Regions from separate parts of the Mus musculus genome. Here regions 1 and 3 are each linked to region 2. The links are chromatin contacts, called in public promoter capture Hi-C maps. All regions are on one chromosome and are shown on one strand. Each heading gives the region's core, a stretch centred on a gene start, on an enhancer-like site or on the middle of the called end of the contact. The rest is flanking DNA. Distances are from core to core; before and after follow the strand shown. Region 1 holds the start of Zfp36 (zinc finger protein 36). Region 2 holds the start of Nfkbid (nuclear factor of kappa light polypeptide gene enhancer in B cells inhibitor, delta). Region 3 holds the start of Selenov (selenoprotein V).

Region 1 (2,822 bases), core at 191-2,690, 2.0 Mb after region 2:
CTTGAGTTTTCGGAAGCAAAACCTCTTAATTTAAACTGCAGCTTGGGTAAATGTGCTATCCAGCCATGCTAGACTAGGGGGTTGGAAGGGCACTGCTGAGCTACAGCTCAGAGCGGTCCCTACCTGGACCAACTGTCTTACAGGTTCTGTGCCTTCAGGTTTAAGTTTTTATTTCGCCTTTCTATCTTTCTGTAACCCACTTCCTCGCCTAGATTTGTTTCCCAGTCCCCTCTCCCTGTCTTACTGTCTCCCCACTTTGTAAATGTCATCTTTTTTTCTTTCTATAATAGGGTTGGCTCTAAGGAGTACATACCAAGTCGCTGAGACTTCGTTTTACTTCCTCCTTACCTTCGTGGTTTCTCTTTTTTTTTTTTTTTTTTTTTAAAAGTAGGACCTGGAACTCAATCAATAGCTTAGTCTGACATTGAACGCCTGATCCCCCTTCCTCCACCTCCAAATGCCAAGATTACAACCATATGCCACTGTCTTGTCTTTTGTTTTGTTTTTCAAGACAGGGTTTCTCAGCCGAGCATGGTGACACACGCCTTTGATCCCAGCACTCCGGAGGCAGAGGCAGGCGGATTTCTGAGTTCAAGGCCAGCCTGGTCTACAAAGTGAGTTCCAGGACAGCCAGAGCTATACAGAGAAACCCTGTCTCGAAAAACAAAAACAACAAACAAACAAAAAAGACAGGGTTTCTGTGTGTAGTCCTGGCTGTTCTGGAACTCACTCTGTAGACCAGGCTAGCCTCGAACTCATAGAAATCCGTCTGCTTCTGCCTTCCAAGTGCTGAAATTAAAAGTTTGGGCCATCAGTGATCTGGCATCTTTTTACTTCCTAAGAAAAGGGTCTCACCAAGTTACTCAAGCTGCCCTAGAACCCACTGTATAGTGGAGCCAGGCCTTGAACTACCAGTCTCCTGCCTCAGCCTCCCTGAGGGGCCGGAATCACAGTCCTAAACCAGCAGATCCTACTTGTGAATGTCTCTCACTGTCTCTTTGTTTTTCTCTCGGCTTCTGGCCATCTCTGTCTCTTCCAACTTGTCTCTCCCCGCCCCCGTCTGTCTCACACGCACACGCCCTCAGTCTCTGCCCTTGTCAATTGTCCCTAGAGCCCTGCCCCCACTTCTGCCCCAGTTCTCTTCCCGACTGCCTTCCACCTCTGAAAAACACTAGGACGCCCCGCTACCATCACCTCCAGTTGGTCGTACACAACCCTCCCTACTACCCCCCGAGAGGGGCCGGAGCTGCGGGAGGGCCAAGTTCAGGCACATTTTGCATGCTAACCAGCAGATAGGCGGAAGGGGCCTAGTACCAGGCCGGCCGAGCTACGCCGCGGGGGCGCGTCCCGGAAGCTCTAGTGGCCACGCCCCCAGGCCGCCCCATAAAAGGAGAAAGCTCCTGCTGCGGGCCACAGCCTGACTTCTGCGAACCGACAGTCGGTCTCTTCACCAAGGCCATTCGCGCCACCATGGATCTCTCTGCCATCTACGAGGTGAGTACCTGTTAGACAGCATCCCGGGATCCCCGACGCACCAAACTTAGGCCCGGGACGCCTCCGTACCTTCTCAGACTAGCCCTGGCTGGCTGGAAATGAGAGAGGGAGCCAGCGAGCCTAGCGCCTCGGTCCAGATACCGGCGATCCCCTTGGGACGAAAAGCTGGCACACTGCTGTCACTCGCGTAGGGCGGAAGCGGCATCACACCTGTCTAGTGCCCTTCGCTGCCCATGGCGCGGTTTGGTGGCCAAGCAGGTGCTAAGGTTGAGGTAGGGGGGGAGTTGACAGGGTAAGAGTTCTAGAGAGATCTGGCCTCCTGGGTCAGCTTTGGCCGGCTCCTTCAAGTTGTGAAACGAGCGCCCGGTGGGCGGTCATATGGGGGGGGGGGGAGTCCTAGAGGCCCAAAGTTGGCGAGCAGCAGTGTGCTTTGATTTGGGGGGGAACCCTCTCTCGATCGGGGATACTGGGCTTCCTAGATCCTTCTGGATTACCTTCAGTCATGTGGAAACACTCAAATCTCTGTAGTCAGGTTCTCCCTGGAGTTTGTGTGAGCCGGGTGGGGCTCAGGCCGAGAACCCACAAACCGGACTGGCAAGCTCGTGAAGTGCTTTACAACAGGGGCGGGGCGACGTCACCTTACCTTTTCTGGTGGCCTAACCGAACCCTGTTCCTCTCAGAGCCTCCAGTCGATGAGCCATGACCTGTCATCCGACCACGGAGGAACCGAATCCCTCGGAGGACTTTGGAACATAAACTCGGACTCCATCCCGTCTGGGGTCACCTCTCGCCTGACTGGCCGCTCCACTAGCCTGGTGGAGGGCCGAAGCTGTGGCTGGGTACCCCCACCCCCTGGTTTTGCACCTTTGGCTCCCCGCCCAGGCCCTGAGCTGTCACCCTCACCTACTTCGCCTACTGCAACTCCCACCACCTCCTCTCGATACAAGACCGAGCTCTGTCGGACCTACTCAGAAAGCGGGCGTTGTCGCTACGGGGCCAAGTGCCAGTTTGCTCACGGCCTGGGTGAACTTCGCCAAGCCAATCGCCACCCCAAGTACAAAACGGAACTCTGCCACAAGTTCTACCTCCAGGGCCGCTGCCCCTATGGCTCTCGATGCCACTTCATCCACAACCCCACCGAGGACCTAGCTCTCCCTGGCCAGCCCCATGTGCTGCGACAAAGCATCAGCTTCTCCGGCTTGCCCTCAGGCCGCAGAAGCTCGCCGCCACCTCCAGGCTTTTCTGGCCCTTCCCTGTCCTCTTGTTCCTTTTCGCCTTCCAGCTCCCCACCGCCCCCTGGGGATCTTCCACTTTCCCCTTCTGCCTTC
Region 2 (2,874 bases), core at 71-2,570:
ACTCATTCTGTAGCCCAGGTAGGTCTTGATCCTTCTACCTCTGCCTCCGGAGTAGCTGGGATGACAAGCCTGCGCCACTAGGCTCAGCACCACTGAGAAGTTTTTAGGGGCCCTTAAGCATCTGTCCCCACCCTATAGTTTACCTCCATCACCAGGGGAAATGGGCCTGACCGGCCTGGGTCTGACGGAGGGTAGAAATCAGGAGTCAGGAAGCCTTCAGAAGCAGAGAATGGGAAAGAGCCCTCTGTATAGGTAGCATGGATGCTAGGGTCCCAGTCTGCAAAGCCTGAAGGGGGAGCCAGGTTGCCAGGTCCGGAATCCACAGTCTCTTGGAAGGCAGGGAAATGAGTATGGCCTGAAACAGAGAGGGTGGTCAGAACCAGCCTGTTATTACAGCCTGGAGACATGGCCAGGGAAGGTAAACCTGGAGTCTCCAGAGGTCCTGAGACACTGAGGAGCTGGGTCCTCCAGTCCTGGGGCATCAGCAAGCTGCGATGCCAGGCCTACTGGATCTCAAGCAACTGGGATCTGAAGTCCTGGAGTCTTAAACCCTGGATGCTTGAAGGACACTATTCATGGACTACTGGGCTACTGAAAACCAACGTCAAATTCCAGGGGTTTTGGTTATAAGACAAGGTGTCTTAGATAGCTCTAGGTGGCCTGGAACTTGCTAGTAAAAAAAAAAAACCACATGACCTCAAACCCAATGGCAATCCGCCCCCCCTCAACTCCGGAGTACTGGGAATATAGACATGTGCAACGATGGCAGGCTGGTCATCAAAATTTCCCATATGGCTCAAGAATAATGAGAGCTGCCTGACTCCTCGGTCCCCAAAGGTCTAAGAGCTGGGATGCCTGAGTCTAAGAGAAGCTGGGCTAGGAGCTAACTTTATTCTTACCTGGCTCTGCCTCATTCACAGATGGAGTCAGTGGCTGGACCAGAGGAGGGGAGAAGTGTCCCTGCAATGTAAAGGAAATGAATTTATGAATCTGGAAGATTCTTCCAGGTCTGTCCCCCACCTGCAGAGCCTCAGAGTCAGGACTACAACTCCCATCTCCCCCAGCGCACATGGCGACTTCCAGAGACTCACCGGCACCCCAGCAGCCTCTGGCTGCTGCTGTCGGCGCCTCTGTTCTTCCAGAAGCTTCTTTACCGTCTGTGTTGGGCAGTGACTACGCTCAGGCCGACTCACTGTGTGTGGGAAGACAGAAGGAAGTCATCAGGAATGTTTAAGTCACCCGAATGCAGCCTCGGTGGCAGCGGTGGGTGGCTGGGAGTGCATGTGGGCGCCCTCCTTTCCTTCGAGCGAGCTGGAGAACTACAAAGCCAACAGAAGATGTTGAGTGCAGGGCCCCGCCTCCGCCATTTCCTTCCTTTTCCTCCACGCTTTTCCTCCGCACCAACTTTCCACCACCGTAGTGGAAACTGAGGAAGTGGGGAGGCTAGCACTTCTCTGAAGCATCTATCTTCTCCGGAGACACCGGGCTCCTCGGAAGCACCACCACATCCGTTAAAAATCCCAACCTAGGCGACCAGGTCCTAACACTAGGAGTGGAGGACTGGGGTTTGCTAATCTCAACTTCCCGAAAAGGCATTTCCAGGTTCCCAATATCTCTGTTTTAACTAGGAGTAGAGGCACACCCCTGCAATCCCAGCGAGGTGGTGGCAGAGGGTCAGGTGTTAAGGCCAGACTCATCTATAAACGAAGTGAGAGGCCAACCTGGACTACCTGAGACCTCTGTCTCAAAACAACAACAAAATGTTTCTCTGTTCTAGAATCTGACATGTGGGGCTGGGCGCAAGGCTGGGTGGATGGTAGAACGTAAGCCCAGAGTCCTCAGCACAGGAAAGGGTGAGTTGCTCCTCTCCAAGTCTTGGGATCACCACTCTTGCTCTAGCCTCTCTGCCAGGATCCACCAAATCAGTAGCGGTGTAGTTCCTCAATGATCCAGGGATCTGGAGTCGCAAAGCTCCCGCCCCCACCTCGGCAAACTTGGGAATAGCAGGGACCAACCATCCCGGAGATGCCCCTGTATCCCATTGGCACAATCCATTCACCCAGAACCCAAGAGTACAGACCCTCAGTCTCCTCTGAGACCTGAAAATCCGGTTCCCTCGACCCAAGAAGAGCAAATCCCCAGCCCAGACTTCCCAGCTCAGACTCCAGCGCGAGAAGGGTTAAAGTCAGCCGAGGACTGACTCGGAAACCCTCGAGACGAGACGCCGCGCGCTGACGTCACGGCGCTAACGCAAGGGAATCTTCCACCTCCCAGTTCCGCTCCGCACGCGCGCGCCGCAGGTGTCTGGCTCGGAGGCGGGGCACGCAGCGAAGCGCGGCGCCCGTGGAATCCCCGCGCACGGGGAATTCCTGTTCGGCCCGGGCACCCTGCACCAGTGGTGCTCTGGGAAGTCCCAGGGCGGGGCTGCTCTCTACCAGAGTGGACTCCTGAGGTCCAGCGCCCGACCTTCGAGGCCCAAACCTGCGTCCATAACCGCAATTTCAAGGATGCAATGCAGCCCCTCCTTGGGTGAAGGAGTCCGGGTCACTTCGTCCTCTTAGAGAACCCCCGGTATCAGGCCTCTCAGTCCTTGCACCCCAACTCCCAAGGATGTCCAACACTCCCAAGGACTCAGAAGTCCAGGATCCCAGCCTCTCCTCTTCAACGTCCAGAATCAATTCTCAGGGCCCAGCTTTACGCTCCAGCCAACCTTCAAAGCATCCAGAAAGGCGCGTTCCTCGCTTTACCCCCAGCTCTTACCTCGAGGATTCTTGGATGCAGACTGTGGGCCCCCAGGGCCGCGGCCTCGGCGTTGCGCCAGCCTCGCTACCTGCCCCGCGGAGCCGCCGCCGGGTCCCCGATCTAAAGCCAGGT
Region 3 (3,092 bases), core at 199-2,698, 2.1 Mb after region 2:
AGCGAGTTTCAGGATAGTCAAGGATCCATAATGGGACCCTGTCTCAGAAAGGGGGGGAAAAAAGGCTGAGGCAGGAGGATTGTAAGTTTAAGGCTAGCCTAAGCTATATAGCTGTGTGTCTTTCTCAAAGATAACAGAAAGCAAAACAAAACAAAAAATACGTTTAAAACCCAGCCAACTAGAGAAGGGGATGTGCCAGGGTCCAGGTCAATTCCTAGTCCAAACATCTGTGTGTTCTTCCTGTGGAAGCACCCACTGCACTGACGTCTGGCAACACAGCACGTTAATGGTCACGAAATGTACATTGCATTCTGGGGCCTAGAGTCTTCATGAGGTCTTGGTCAGGCAGATAAAGTTAATAGCCCTCCTGGGGCAGAACTGACACAATGTGGCCCCAGGCTGTCATCACTATCCACGTTATTGTGGATTGGCTGGTCTATGTATGCCCCACCCCCCTTCCAGAAGGATATTCCCTGGCTTAGAAATACTGCCCCAAAGCCACAGGCAGAGGCTGACATCTCTTGAGACATCAACAGGGTTATGTGCATCCTGAGGGTTTTTTTTTGGGGGGGGGGGTGTTGGTTGGTTTTGTTTTTTTTTTTTTGTTTTGTTTTTGTTTTTTTTTTTTTACTTGAGAGTGATTTTAAACTTTTGATCCACTTGCCTCCTGAGTGCTGGAGCTACAATCCTGAGTCAACATAACTGGTTTGTGTGGCACGGGGGACTTGGACCCAGGGCTTTGTGAATGCTATGAAAACTCTATTAACTGAGCCACAACCCCTGTTAAGTCATCCTTCTGTGAGCCTCAGAATGAAGTCTAGTCGGCCTTACATGGTCACTGTCCCTGGCTCCAATCCTTGTCACCTCTGCCTTTTGCCTATACTCCACTTCTCAAACTTGTCCCCTTTCCTGGTGCCAGCTTCCACTTTATCTCCCTAACTCGGGTTCCACAGGATTGGTTGATCCAGGTCTTGTTCTAGGAGCTGGGGATACAGCATGAAGAAGACAGAGTCTCACTTTGACCACTCCCCGGGAGTAAATTGGATTATTTGTGTGGGTTGTCGCTATTTTTCTCCGGACCTCGTATCCTGCAGAGAGGTGCCTCCTTTCTGAATTATATGGGTGCTGGTATTCTCCACTGCACTGACGGTTTTAGGCTGTCACTCTCATACTGGGTGTGACCTCCTATCATGGGCAGGAAGCAAGGAGGGCAGAGATGCATTGTCCCCGGAATCCCCAGCGCTAGGAGGGCGCTTAATGAACTCAACCAGCTAAACGCATGAGTGTCAGGGTGGCAATGGGAAGCTCTAGGCAGAGTTGGCTCCTGCTGGGTGGGGATAGGGACAGGGGCGGTGTCTATTCGGTGAGATCTGAAGACAGCAGCGCCTCCCTGGCGCAGAGCTTGGAATCTCCGCCTGACTGGAACCCGGTGTAACAGTGCCTGCTCGTGGTTGCTTCGGTTTTTAGAATCCTCGGGTGCGAAAGCTCTCCTCGCTCAAGGAAGCAGGGCGAGGCGGGACGCTTAGCCTGGGGTACCCGGGTCTCACCTGGTCCCCATGAATAACAAGGCGCGGGTCCCCGCTCCCTCCTCAGTCCGGGCAAACACCCCGGCCCGGACACCCGCTCCCATCCGAACCGCGACCCCAGTCAGGGCCCCGAACCCAGCGCACAACTCGACTCCAGTCCGAACTTCCATCCGGGTCCGGGCTCCTGCCCAAGTCCCTAACCCTGTTCCAATCCGGTTCCCAACTCCAGCCCCAGTCCCTGCCCCAACCCTAACCCCAGCCCCAACTCCAGCTCCAGTCCGGCATGCAGCACCGGTGCGGACTCCAGCACCAGTCCGGGCCCCGAATCTAGGTCGGGTCTTTCCTAAGATCTCTCCAGGCAGGTTCTTCCCGAGCTTGGCCTCGCCCACGGCACAGCCCCTTTCTTCCAGGGCTGCTAGCGCTCTCTTGAAGGATCCCACACTCGCTCAAAATCAGAAACCCTCGATCCACAGCCTAGCGGAGGCCATCCAGGGGCCCCTTCCAGTGCTCACTCCCTCGTCCTCCAAGACACAAGGCTCCATACCGGACACCGCCTCTCCCATAGACTCCTTGGCTTCTACTGCCATGGCCTCCAGTACATTGGGCCCCATTCCGGGCCCCAACCCTACACTAGAGTTCTTGGCCTCCCCGCTGAAGGAAACCCCTGGTCTGGGTAAGCTCTCCACGATTTCCCCAGCACCCAGCTTCGGTTCCACTAAGGAGATCCCATCCACCAGCGAGGACGTCCCAACGCCCAACAGAATCTTGATCCGTGTGATGTACTGGTGAGGGGCTCCCCCTACCCGCGAAAGAACGGGAGCCGAGCCGGCAGATGCTGGAGCTCTGGGCGTGTGTGTGTGTGTGTGTGTGTGTGTGTGTGTGTGTGTGTGTGTGTGCAGGCCCAGGTGGGCGCGCTAGGTAGGGAGGCAGATCCACAGAGTTCTGACCACCACTTGTCTGTCCCTTTGAGATCGGTTTCCCACCCTGGCTTCTTTCATTCACTCCCACGAACCCCTGTGATTTCTGTCTTTGATCTTTCCTCACTCATTTGCATGTTTATTGACTTAAGGCTTTATTCACGCCTCTCTTCCTTCAAACGTTTGTATGAGTAACATGACTGCTGTCATTCGCTTTTATTCATTCATTGATGGGCGTTTCCCACCTGGCAGTCAGAATCATTCGTTTAGCTGCTTGATTCCTGTCTCTTAACTTCATGCATGCATTCACTCTTATTCATACATTCATTCATTCTATTGGTAGAAGCGAGAAGCTTCATCCACCTTCATCCATTCAACATTTACATGATGGATGGGTCTAAACTGTATTCTCATTCATTCATTCATTCATTCATCCATCCATGCATTCACGGTTGATTCTTATGACTGGGAATCCGTTCCCATTCTTTGCTGCGCTTCACTCTGAGGGCCCTGAGCACTTCCCTAGCAGGCCAGGCCATGCACACCCCATGCCAGCCTGCAGAACTGTGAGCAGAGAGGTACTTCCTGAGGAAGGAGGAGAGGCTGTCCACCTCAGAGCTGAGCTGGGTGGTCGGGATGGTCTCACTCC

What was found. Promoter capture Hi-C pulls out the DNA fragments that hold promoters and counts their contacts. Capture Hi-C pulls out chosen DNA fragments and counts their contacts.
Region 1: a promoter capture Hi-C map of liver shows a contact between it and region 2, with 3 times the contacts expected there. The contact joins the promoter of Zfp36 here to the promoter of Nfkbid in region 2. A contact is called at or near these places in 2 of 39 promoter capture datasets (the C10 cell line and pre-B cells), 4 of 484 Hi-C or Micro-C datasets (B cells, CD4 T cells, bone marrow-derived macrophages and 1 more), 3 of 115 datasets of contacts at active chromatin or transcription factors (astrocytes, bone marrow-derived dendritic cells and regulatory T cell precursor) and 3 of 9 other capture datasets (adipose tissue, liver and macrophages).
Region 3: a promoter capture Hi-C map of liver shows a contact between it and region 2, with 4 times the contacts expected there. The contact joins the promoter of Selenov here to the promoter of Nfkbid in region 2. A contact is called at or near these places in 6 of 39 promoter capture datasets (the 3T3-L1 cell line, cranial neural crest, frontonasal cranial neural crest and 2 more), 1 of 115 datasets of contacts at active chromatin or transcription factors (large pre-B cells) and 1 of 9 other capture datasets (adipose tissue).

The regions. Positions count from the first base shown.
Region 1 is chr7:28,377,846-28,380,667 of GRCm38.p6, reverse strand. It overlaps Zfp36 (zinc finger protein 36), which reads left to right and starts at 1,440. Exons shown (of 2, transcript NM_011756.4): 1 at 1,440-1,494; 2 at 2,175-2,822. The coding sequence starts at 1,471.
Region 2 is chr7:30,421,721-30,424,594 of GRCm38.p6, reverse strand. Nfkbid (nuclear factor of kappa light polypeptide gene enhancer in B cells inhibitor, delta) reads right to left here and starts at 1,320. Exons shown (of 11, transcript NM_172142.4): 1 at 1,092-1,320; 2 at 900-960; 3 at 144-355. The coding sequence starts at 149.
Region 3 is chr7:28,289,542-28,292,633 of GRCm38.p6, reverse strand. It overlaps Selenov (selenoprotein V), which reads left to right and starts at 1,448. Exons shown (of 6, transcript NM_175033.4): 1 at 1,448-2,311. The coding sequence starts at 1,557.